Linked DNA regions of Salvelinus alpinus: region 1 is linked to region 2. The links are chromatin contacts, called in public Hi-C maps. All regions are on one chromosome and are shown on one strand. Each heading gives the region's core, a stretch centred on a gene start, on an enhancer-like site or on the middle of the called end of the contact. The rest is flanking DNA. Distances are from core to core; before and after follow the strand shown. Region 1 holds the start of LOC139537834 (T-cell immunoglobulin and mucin domain-containing protein 4-like). Region 2 holds the start of fam53c (family with sequence similarity 53 member C).

Evidence for each region. Hi-C and Micro-C count contacts between places; a contact is called where the count stands out from the background.
Region 1: a contact with region 2 is called in a Hi-C map of muscle, with 6 times the contacts expected there. The contact joins the promoter of LOC139537834 here to the promoter of fam53c in region 2. A contact is called at or near these places in 2 of 3 Hi-C or Micro-C datasets (muscle and red muscle).

Annotation. Positions count from the first base shown.
Region 1 is chr13:48,420,439-48,425,996 of SLU_Salpinus.1, reverse strand. LOC139537834 (T-cell immunoglobulin and mucin domain-containing protein 4-like) reads left to right here and starts at 3,800. Exons shown (of 7, transcript XM_071339659.1): 1 at 3,800-3,938; 2 at 4,041-4,379; 3 at 4,521-4,595; 4 at 4,719-4,780; 5 at 4,873-4,960; 6 at 5,041-5,077. The coding sequence starts at 3,890.
Region 2 is chr13:48,260,620-48,265,735 of SLU_Salpinus.1, reverse strand. It overlaps fam53c (family with sequence similarity 53 member C), which reads right to left and starts at 1,559. Exons shown (of 6, transcript XM_071339646.1): 1 at 1,191-1,559. It overlaps slbp2 (stem-loop binding protein 2), which reads right to left. Exons shown (of 8, transcript XM_071339649.1): 2 at 4,777-4,911; 3 at 4,149-4,226; 4 at 3,884-3,967; 5 at 3,533-3,679; 6 at 3,145-3,312; 7 at 2,909-3,065; 8 at 1,997-2,791. The coding sequence ends at 2,612.

The DNA.
Region 1 (5,558 bases), core at 2,551-5,050, 160 kb before region 2:
TATTGATGATAACTTCTTGGAACTATAGGGGGTGCTGTTCCGCATTAGCATATTTGGGTCTCCAAATTAAACTGCCTCGTGCTAAATTCTTGATCGTACAATATGCATACTATTGTTATTATTGGATAGAAAACACTTTCTAGTTTCTATAGCCGTTGGAATTTTGTCTCTGAGTGGTACAGAACAATATCTACAGCACTTTTCATGACAGGGGTCAGATTTCAGAAATTTTTACCCCTGATCTGGAGTCTGTTTTTAAGGCGACAGTGAATGCTATGAAGAAACCGACACTGCCTACGTCTTCCTCTGGGTGTCTGTACGTCATCACGTTTTGAATGGAGTCTATTGCACAATCACAGCCACTATAAAACAAGAAAACGTGGAAGTACACTCTCTTTTCTTCGCGCGTCACAAGCAGGATGGACATCGGACTTGCCTCATTCCAAATCGTTGTTTAACCAGTAATATTTGTCTGGTCATGTTTTTACTCGTTATAGTTGTTAAAAACATCATAATGTAGTTAATTTGAACCGTTTTATAGCAATTTATATCCGTTTAGTGCGATTCTGAGGAATTTCTTTGTCGTGCACTTTTTAGCTTTGGGAACGTTTCGGGGTCTCGGTCGTTGTTAGTGGACATTTCGAAGGACAGAGGACATCTATCGACCAAAAGAAGTTTATAACATAGAAAGGATACATTGCCCAAGAATCTGATGGAAGAACAGCTCAAAGTAAGCAATATTTAATATGATAAATCGTTGTTCTGTCGAAATATTTTAAACGCATATTTCGCCATTTTGTTTGGTATAGCTTCACTTGGCGAACCCTGTATTGAAAAGTAAGGATAATTTTAAAAATGTAAGTCAGCGGTTGCATTAAGAACTAATTTGTCTTTCGATTCCTGTCAACCCTGTATTTTTTAGTCAAGTATATGATTAGCTTTCGATTAAACTAGATCACTCTGAAAGCTGACGTCCCTCATTTTGATGCTTGAGTTGTGACTATTTCCATTGTATAACCACGGTTTTGTATGGCTAAATATGCACATTTTCGAACAAACTGTATATGTATGTTGTAAAATGATGTTACAGGAGTGTCATCGGAAGAATTCTGAGAAGGTTAGTGAAAAAATTAATATATTTTGGCGGTGATTACGTTATAGCGCTCTTTGGCTGGAATCGATGCTCTGGTAACGTTTTCACATGTGGTATGCTAACTTATCGATTTATTGTGTTTTCGCTGTAAAACGCTTAGAAAATCTGAAATATTGTCTGGAATCACAAGATCTGGGTCTTTCCATTGCTATGCTTTGTCTATTCTTATGAAATGTTTTATTAAGAGTAAATTGGTCATACACGTTGCTCTCTATAGTAATTCTAGTCGTCTTGTGATGGTCGGTGCAATTGTAAACTGTGATTTCTACCTGAAATATGCACTTTTTTCTAACAAAACCTATCCTATACCATAAATATGTTATCAGACTGTCATCTGAAGAGGTTTTTTCTTGGTTAGTGGCTATCAATATCTTAGTTTAGCCGAATTGGTGATAGCACCTGAAGTAGTAAGAAACTGATGGAGTTAGAAAAGTGGTGTATTTTGCTAACGTGTTTAGCTAATAGATTTACATATTTTATCTTCCCTGTAAAACATTTTAAAAATCTGAAATGGTGGCTTTATTCACAAGATCTGTATCTTTCATCTGGTGTCTTGGACTTGTGATTTAATGATATTTAGATGCTACTATCTACTTGTGAAGCTATGCTAGCTATGCTAATCAGTGTGTGGGGGGGTGGGGGGTGATCCCGGACCCGGGGTAGAGGCTCGTTAGAGGATAAACTCTCTTGGTAAAAAATATGGTCTCCAGTTTATCATGAGGTATTCTAACTCAGGCGAGCAGAACCTTAAGACTTCCTTAAAATTGTATAATGTTAACAAAGAGACATACACCTCCCCCATTGAGCTTTTCCGACTCTGCCGTTCTGTCCTGCTGATGCATAGAAAAGACAGCTAGATGTATATTATCCATGTCCCAGCCACGACTCTGAGAAACATAGGATATAACAGTTTTTCAGGTCCCGTCGATAGGATAGTCTCGAATGGAGCTCGTCCTGTTTGTTCTCCAGTGGTTGTACGTTCGCCAATAGATTGGAGAGTCGAGGCGGTTTATCTACTCGCCGATTTAGTTTTGTCAGGGTGCCCGCACATCGGCCTCTCTTACGCCGCCTTTTTATTTTCTGAGTCTCAGGGATTAGGGGCCTGGTTCAGGGGGAGCAGTATGTCCTGCGTCTCAGGGATTAGGGCCTGGTCCGGGGGAGCAGTATGTCCTGAGTCTCAGGGATTAGGGCCTGGTTCAGGGGGAGCAGTATGTCCTGCGTCTCAGGGATTAGGGCCTGGTCCCGGTGGAGCAGTATGTCCTGCGTCTCAGGGATTAGGGCCTGGTCCCGGTGGAGCAGTATGTCCTGCGTCTCAGGGATTAGGGCCTGGTCCCGGTGGAGCAGTATGTCCTGCGTCTCAGGGATTAAGGCCTGGTCCGGGGGGACCAGTATGTCCTGCGTCTCAGGGATTAGGGCCAACGTTAGTGATTGCTGTTCTGATGTCCAGAAGATATTTTTGGTAATAAGAAACCATGGCGAAAACATTATGTACAAAAAGAGTGACGAGCAGTGCAAAAAAAATTAAAAAATTGCAGAATTAGTCAGGAGCCCGTAAAACGGCTGCGCCATTCTCATACCAATAATGTCTGTGCTTGATTGAGCTTGCCTGTTGCAATGAAACCAATAGAAACATCCTTCTCACCTGAAACTCCAGGAAGGTTAAAGTAAAATATTTGAACGATTTCTAATAGTATTTGAACCCAGGTCTGCTATCTTGGGCCATTACTAATAATGACTGTTGAAACATTGTCTGCCCCCACCTCACTCTTTCTATGCACTGCCACTGTGCATCTATAGGTCGGAGACTGTCAAGGAATAGCCGCACCAGAGGAGAATCTGCCAGTTCCCCCAGCGTCTGCAGCAGGAACACCCCAGTGAAAGAACCCATGTGAGAGGACTTAAGACACCAAGCAGATCCACAGAACTATGAAGCTCTTACAGACATATTGGGTGATCCAAACATACAGTTGAAGTCGGAAGTTTACGTACACTTAGGTTGGAGTCATTAAAACTAGTTTTTCAACCAATCCACACATTTCTTGTTAACAAACTATAGTTTTGGCAAGTCGGTTAGGACATCTACTTTGTGCATGACAGAAGTAATTTTTCCAACAATTGTTTACAGAGAGATTATTTCACTTATAATTCACTGTAACACAATTCCAGTGGGTCAGAAGTTTACATACACTAAGTTGACTGTGCCTTTAAACAGCTTGGAAAATTCCATAAAATGATGTCATGGCTTTAGAAGCTTCTGGTAGCCTAATTGACATAATTTGAGTCAATTGGAGGTGTACCTGTGGCTCTATTTCATATGGCAGCGTAGCCTAGTGGTTAGAGCGTTGGAATAGTAACCGAAAGGTTGCAAGTTCAAATCTGTGAGTTGACAAGGTAAAAATCTGTTGTTCTGCCCTTGAACAAGGCAATTAACCCACTGTTAACTGAATAAGAATTTGTTCTTAACCTTCTTCTTGCCTAGTTAAATAAAGGTTAAAAAAAATCATGCACTGGATTTAATTTATTTTCAATTAATGATGAATTATGTGAACTTGCCTAAAACGTGTGCAAGTCTGTGTGCATTATTTGGAAGGGTAAAACAGAAGAACCTCTGCTTTTCTGAGCGCAAAGGAAACAGCTGTCAGTAGTTGAGAATGAGAGGAAGTCATGTGATCAGGCGATTTGATTTGTCTTTATTAAAGACCTGACACATGAGAGTGAGAAAGTGACAACCCGATCATGGAGACTCGCTGCATTTCAGGCTGGTTTCTCCTCTGTCTACTTTCAGGTTAGTGATGCTCGATATATCTCTTTTAGCCTGGTTAATAAGTAAATGAATAGGATTTAAAATAAAATTCAGTTCTCACTACTTCTTCTCTCTCATTTTCAGTCAGTGAATGCAGTCAAGTCATTGGTATTGAGGGTCAGAATATCACTCTGCCATTTAAATATGATGCCAAATCTCATGGTCTCCAACACATTTGCTGGGGGAAAGGAACCATACCGATCTCTGGTGGTTGTGACAATGAAATAATCTCAACTGATGGATCTGAAGTGACACGTAGATCGTCAGTTAAGTATCAGTTATTGGGTGATTTGAAGACGGGGGATGTCACTCTAACCATCTCCAATACTACAGAGATAGACTCTGGAACATATGGATGTCGAGTGCAGTACGTTGGATTGTTCAATGATGAGAAATATCACGTCACCTTGACCATTGAGAAAGGTAAAGAATGCACAACATGCCAGGATATAACTTGATGCTTATCAGATGAGAATTGTGAGCCTACTAAGGAATATTATGATTTCACAGCATGTATACTTGTTCAAGCTGAGCAGTTAGTATTTTTTTACTGTCTGATTTCAGCACCTTTCCCGACAACATCGCAGACATCTGCCAATGTGACCATAACCCCACAGACCACGGACAACCACAACCACGGTACGGAACACAGCCTACAGAATAACATGATGTCAGTCCATAGAAGTCTTATTTTACATCGTTTTTTTTATTGCAGTATTATTCTTACACGTGAAAACATACTTTTACTTCCTGATTGTGTAGGTCCTGTGACCTCAATATCTACTGAGTATTCATCCACGGTATATTACAGCGAATCAAAACCAGTAAGCTTGACAACATACTGCAATTCCTGCAAAAATACGAAACACTGCTGTGAGATGCCGTTTTAACTGATATGAATCTGTGATGTCTACAGGAGACGAGAGGCAACGACCTGGCTGTGATACTGGTGTCCATTCTACTTGTTCTGACAGGCGTGGGGATTGTGTCTGTACTCGTCATGAGTAAGTACACACCATCTATACCTTTGCCTGTATAATAAGAACTAATTCTCTCGATGAACATCTTACTGATGTAATTGCAGGAAAGCGATGGGAAAGATTTGCTACGGTACTCCAAATGTAAGTAGACTATTATCATCTTCCAACTGACACAGTAGTTGAATCACCACAATATGCCAAGAGAATGACTGAATCACTGTGCAATATCTATCGATGGGACATGTAGGCCTAATTAGCAAAACCATTAGGTCTATGGTAAATGTCTGTGAGGTAATACTGTAATTATGACTAATGAGACCCAAGACCACAACAGATTGAGGAAGTGACCCAAGACCACACCAGATTGAGGAAGTGACCCAATAAGGAGGCTTTAGTGGCTGGAATAGTGGAGAACAATTGGAGGTTTACTCAATAGCAATGCAAATAACATGGTACAGTTATATGGACAGTCAATCATTATGGTACTTTTTAATGGTAAGTTTACCAACATATATAATGATAAATAGAATTGAAATGTGTATCTCATTATGGTGAAATAAGTATAGCCAGTTATAATTGTAACTTAGCAGTTAATAAGACAAGAAGATCAGTGTTTACGGTA
Region 2 (5,116 bases), core at 310-2,809:
ATAGACTTCCAGTCATTGCGCTAACGCTAGTTATCATTGGCTCGCAAAACTTACTCTTACTTCATACTGGACACCAACATAAAAATGGTATCCACCTGACTCTGGAGAAGATAAACAAAGAGCCTCATTGCCAAAGTCCGTAAGTATCCCTTTAATGATGGATATGTACATTTGAAAGGGGGTCATACTGAGGTCCAATCTTGCAAATTATTTTTGTATTTATTATGGATCCCCATTAGCTGCTACCAATGCAGTAGCTACTCTTCCTGCGGTCCAGCAAAATGAAGGCAGTTAACTTATATACAATGAAAAACATTACATTTCAAAACACATTAAGTGTGTACCCTCAGGCCACTGATTTACAACACAAAATCTATATGTACGTGTGTGTATGGTGCGTATGTTATCAAGCTTGCCATATCTATCAATTGGCTCTTCTGCATGATAAAATTGCCAATGGAACAGATTGAGAAATAGCTAGTTTGTTCGGTAGCTACCATTTTGAGGGGGGGGGGGGCATTTGGAAAGCCAGAATGACGGCTACATAGGGCTAGCTAGTAGATAACACAAACTGGCAACCCTGTAGTCCATTACAAACATATCCAGTGTGCAATAGTAGCTATTCATTCACAATTATTATATCGTAGTTTTGAAGGTCGGTCTAAACCCGTTCACATGATATTAAGCATTCTCATCGCTATATCAAATAAAACTAACGTTAGGTATTCCGCTAACATTGGTAGCTAGTTGTGGATGTAACGTTAGATCCACAACTAGCCGCACTGTGACAATCTGATGCTATGGTAGCTAACTAGCCGGTCAGTTAACGCAAGCGCAAATCGTAATGTCTATGGCTAGCAAGCTAACGTTAGCTCAGCCTACGTCAATTTAACTGATTATGCCGATTTGCAGACAAACACATACACATTAAAATCAACATAGGTTGTTGGCCTTAAATTAGTCAATTACAATGACTCCCTCCCCACCATCTGATTCAATCCCTAGCTATCGAGGCTCGCGAGCTATTGCATGCATTTATTGCTACACCCTAGGACCTCTGCGCTGTGTCTAGGACGCGTGCTAGCAAAACACGGCCATGCAGAATATAATGCAGTGAGCTATTTTTCTGATTAATGAGGCTGGTATCAATAACTTTTTGTAACGGCTACTTGATTTAATGTCGTTCTTACCTTGACCAAGAACCCCACCGGACCTTAGGCCTTGCACACACGGGTTAAATACTGCTCATGAAGGATAAACCCAATTTGTAGCCTGTGCAGCTCCCGACTAGTCAGCCGCGCTAGTGTTCGGCTATGGGTCTCCGATGTATTGACCTATTAAAAAGCATAACATGTACCAGACCATTCGTCGATTCCAATATCTGGAACATAAAATCTAATATGATCAGCGTGTCAAATATCTAAAGATACTATCGCCCTTTGAAAAATACATCGCCTACAATCAATTCATCCAGTCGTCCATTTAAAAAAAACATTCACACGCCCGTAAGCGATTGGAATTCATAAATAACATTTACCGTGAGAAGGGGGGAGGGGGGGCAAGCAGTGAGTATTCAATAGTTCAAACAAAATATAAGTCGACAAATTTAAAATAGCTCGGAATTTATGCTGGAAATAAAAAGTTAGCTCAAAATGTCATTCATGTTTGGAATATGCAAAAATTGGACTGAACCGACAAAACTGTTGTGGGACTTGTAGTTCGCTATATCAGGATCAGTTGTTTACGTGACAAATTGATAAGACCTGACAAATAGTGTCAGGGCCCAACATTGGAATCGATAACTTTTTATATTAGGCTCTAAGACGCATTGATCATCCCACAATACATTTGCGTCAAATTGGCGGGTATTGGTGTGGCAAGTAAAAACAAAACAAAAAACACCCTAAGCGTATAGTGTCATCTTGTGGCTGATTGGCGTAATACAGTTAGTATGTTGGAGCCTAGTGCCATTTCCCCAGAGTCAATTTTCCACATATTCAATTTGGAACATATCTTTATTAATTTCGTTCTGCATCAGTACTCAGGTTGTACAAAAATACAATTAAGAAAAAAAAAAAAAAGAATAAAAAAACTACTAAACAAAGTGATAGCATTTTCCCCATCGACATTGTTTTTAGAAAAACAGCTAGGTAGGCAGGAGAGGATGGTGCATGAGACCGTATAGAGCCTGACAGTCAGTTGGGTCACAGACTGGTGAACATGGTGATGTGGCTGGTGAGCCAAACGCAACAAAGCTAATACATCTTTACTCTTTAGAGAGAAAACAGAATTCAGGCAGGTCAGGATAGAATCCTGTTTTAGAGAGGATGGGGCAGTGAAAACTTAACTAAATGTAATTGTGACAAAGGTAAACGGTGCAAAAAAAGTGAATTACAGTGGGTCCAAATAGACATTAATGTAGGTACATGATTAGTGAAGCAGTTTGAAAATGTGCGATACAAAACCATAACCAAAGTGTAAAAAGTGAACCCAAAAGTTGTAAATATTTTACAGCAATCATCCCTTTCATAGTCAGCACAACACCCAGTGCAACCCTGCAAGTCTATTAGGATATACCCAAAAGATCTACCGCTGTGACTGACAGCAATGATCAGTATGGCTTCCACAGTAGCCGGTCGCCCTGCAGGTGCGCCTGTTGATCGCGGGAGTGGTCAGTTTCCAGGAGAAATCTCAGCCATCCCACCACATTCTCATCAGCTGTTAGATGACTGCTAAAGGCGTACCCCAAGCCTGGCTGGGAGGATGGCACCTGAGGACCCGACACATCCACCTAAAGAGAGGCAAGTCACAGTCTGTACAGTTCTCCAAATACAAGACAAAATCGGGGGGGATGAAAAAAAAAAGAAGTTAAATCCCACGACAGTTAAAAAGAGTAAAACTGACACACCTGAGATCCATGGGGAAACATCCAGGGACTGTTGAATGACATTACTGCAGGTTTAGAGGAGAAGGGGGCTTTGGAGTTTGACAGCATCCCTCTGGTCCTCTCTTTACCACTACAGTCTTCATATAGCTCGCAATTCATCTGCTCAAGCAACCCCTGCCTGCATATAGTCAAGAATTGATCGGGTCAACTTAAGACAAGCAAATACTATTACAAATGTAAAGACACCCAATACCTACAGTTGGTCAAGAGGGTCTTGTTCCTCAGCTTCTCCATGCGGTTCAGACAGAGGGTCCCACGCATGCAGAGCTCTCCGCCAAAGGCGAACCTGCATGTCCCAGGAACGGCGGCTGTATTTTCTATATTTGTTTGGAGTGGATGGGTGCAGCCCAGAGATTCTCAGACGCCTTGTAATCAGATAGGGGAGAAAAGAATGAATAAATATTCCACCTACTCATGGAGACTTACATTTATAGCCAACTTTTAAGTTTCCAAGGTTTCATCCAATAAATAGTTCAGTAAATGTGTTTAGGGCTTTTCGCAGGCCATTAGTTATCCTTTAGAACCTAGTTACCGTGCCCTTTTCTGATTGCAAAAAAATAAACAGATAATAATCAGTTGTCATACTTGGGAACTTGCTCCAGGTAATTCTGGTAGCCAGAGGTGTTCTTGCCGTACTGAACCTGTTTCTGCCGTCGTTTCAGAACAGATTCATTGCCTTCCATGTGAGCTGGATCCAGGTTTCGTGGGGCCAAACGCATCCCTGCCTGGGACCTAGGGAAACAAGCCTTCAGGATTTCTACTAAGATTGCTTGAAATAGTGCATGGAATTTACCATCTAAATAGAGAACATGTTATACATTTCAAAAGAGCAATGGTAAAGGGTTCAATTCAACTGATTAAGGAACTGAGGCCCTTCATATAGGAGTCCTTAACTATGCTCTTTAGGCTGACAAAAATAAATGAGTGGATTCCTACCTCCTGATACCATCCATGTCTTCTGTTCCAACAGCAACACTTGCAGTAGACATCCTAAGGATACATCGCTCAAGGATAGAGGCCCTGATAGGAAAAGCAATCAGACAAAAGTTCAGGTTAGAGTAATCAAGATAAAAATCAGGAAAGAAAGGACCTAAATGTTTTCCTTTGCAAAAAAAATACTCTAGTGTGCACTAACAAATAGAACCGTTATTAGAGCAGAAGTCCAAGGCAGGTGCTGGAATACCAGAGTAATGAAAAATACCTGCGCAGCTTTTGCATAGCAGGGGCAGGTCCTCTTTCTCCATTAATGGGGGAGGGCGGCATGGCTGGGGCTGTATTACTGAAAGGGACAGGAAAATAAAGGAAAGGGGGATACCTAGTCAGTTGTACAACTGAATGCAGTCAACTGAAATGTGTCTTCTGATTTTAACCCAACCCCTCAAACAGAGAAGTGCAGGGGCTGCCATAATCAACAGCCACGTCTTCAGTACCAGGATAACAGTAGGTTAATTGCCTTACTCAGGGGCAGAACAACCTTTTTACCTTGTCAGCTCGGGGATTCAGCAACCTTTTGGTTACTGGCCCAACACTAACCTTAGGCTACCCACATAAGTAACCAGTGATTAGGTGGACTTTTGCCCAGCTGAACAAACATTTAATTTAAGGCAAAATTATGGTTAGGTTTAGGAACAAGGGTTAGATTAAAGAGTTCCGGTAAGGGTTAAATGTTTGGGAAAGGCACAGAAGTTAGTTGGGGTTAGTGCACTGCCTTTCGTTTTCTGCAGGTCAAATATTCTCTAAAAGTACAGAAGACATTTGGGCCCAAACCAGTTTCTCTGGGTAAGTTTAGTTTGACTGTTGTCGTGCTCAAATCAACAAAAGAAATGTACCTGACCAGACTGTCATACACAGAGCTACATCCTGGGAGAAGCCAAGGTTCAGGGCTGCTTGGATAAGAAGGTGGTCTGGACCTGAAGCCAGGGGGCAGCGCTGGAACGCCAGACAAAAGAGGCATTGACCAACCCCTAAAATAGCAGTACACAGGGAGAAAAATGTTATTCAATATAAGTGAATCGTTTTTTTTCCAATTATACCACTTAACATAACTTTGAGGGTAGACTACACAATTTTTCAGAATAAATTACGTGACCTTGTTGTAATTTGTGACAAATAAAAAATATAAGAAAAATGATCTAGCGGTGGTCCGCCACTTTATGGTGATGGGATTTT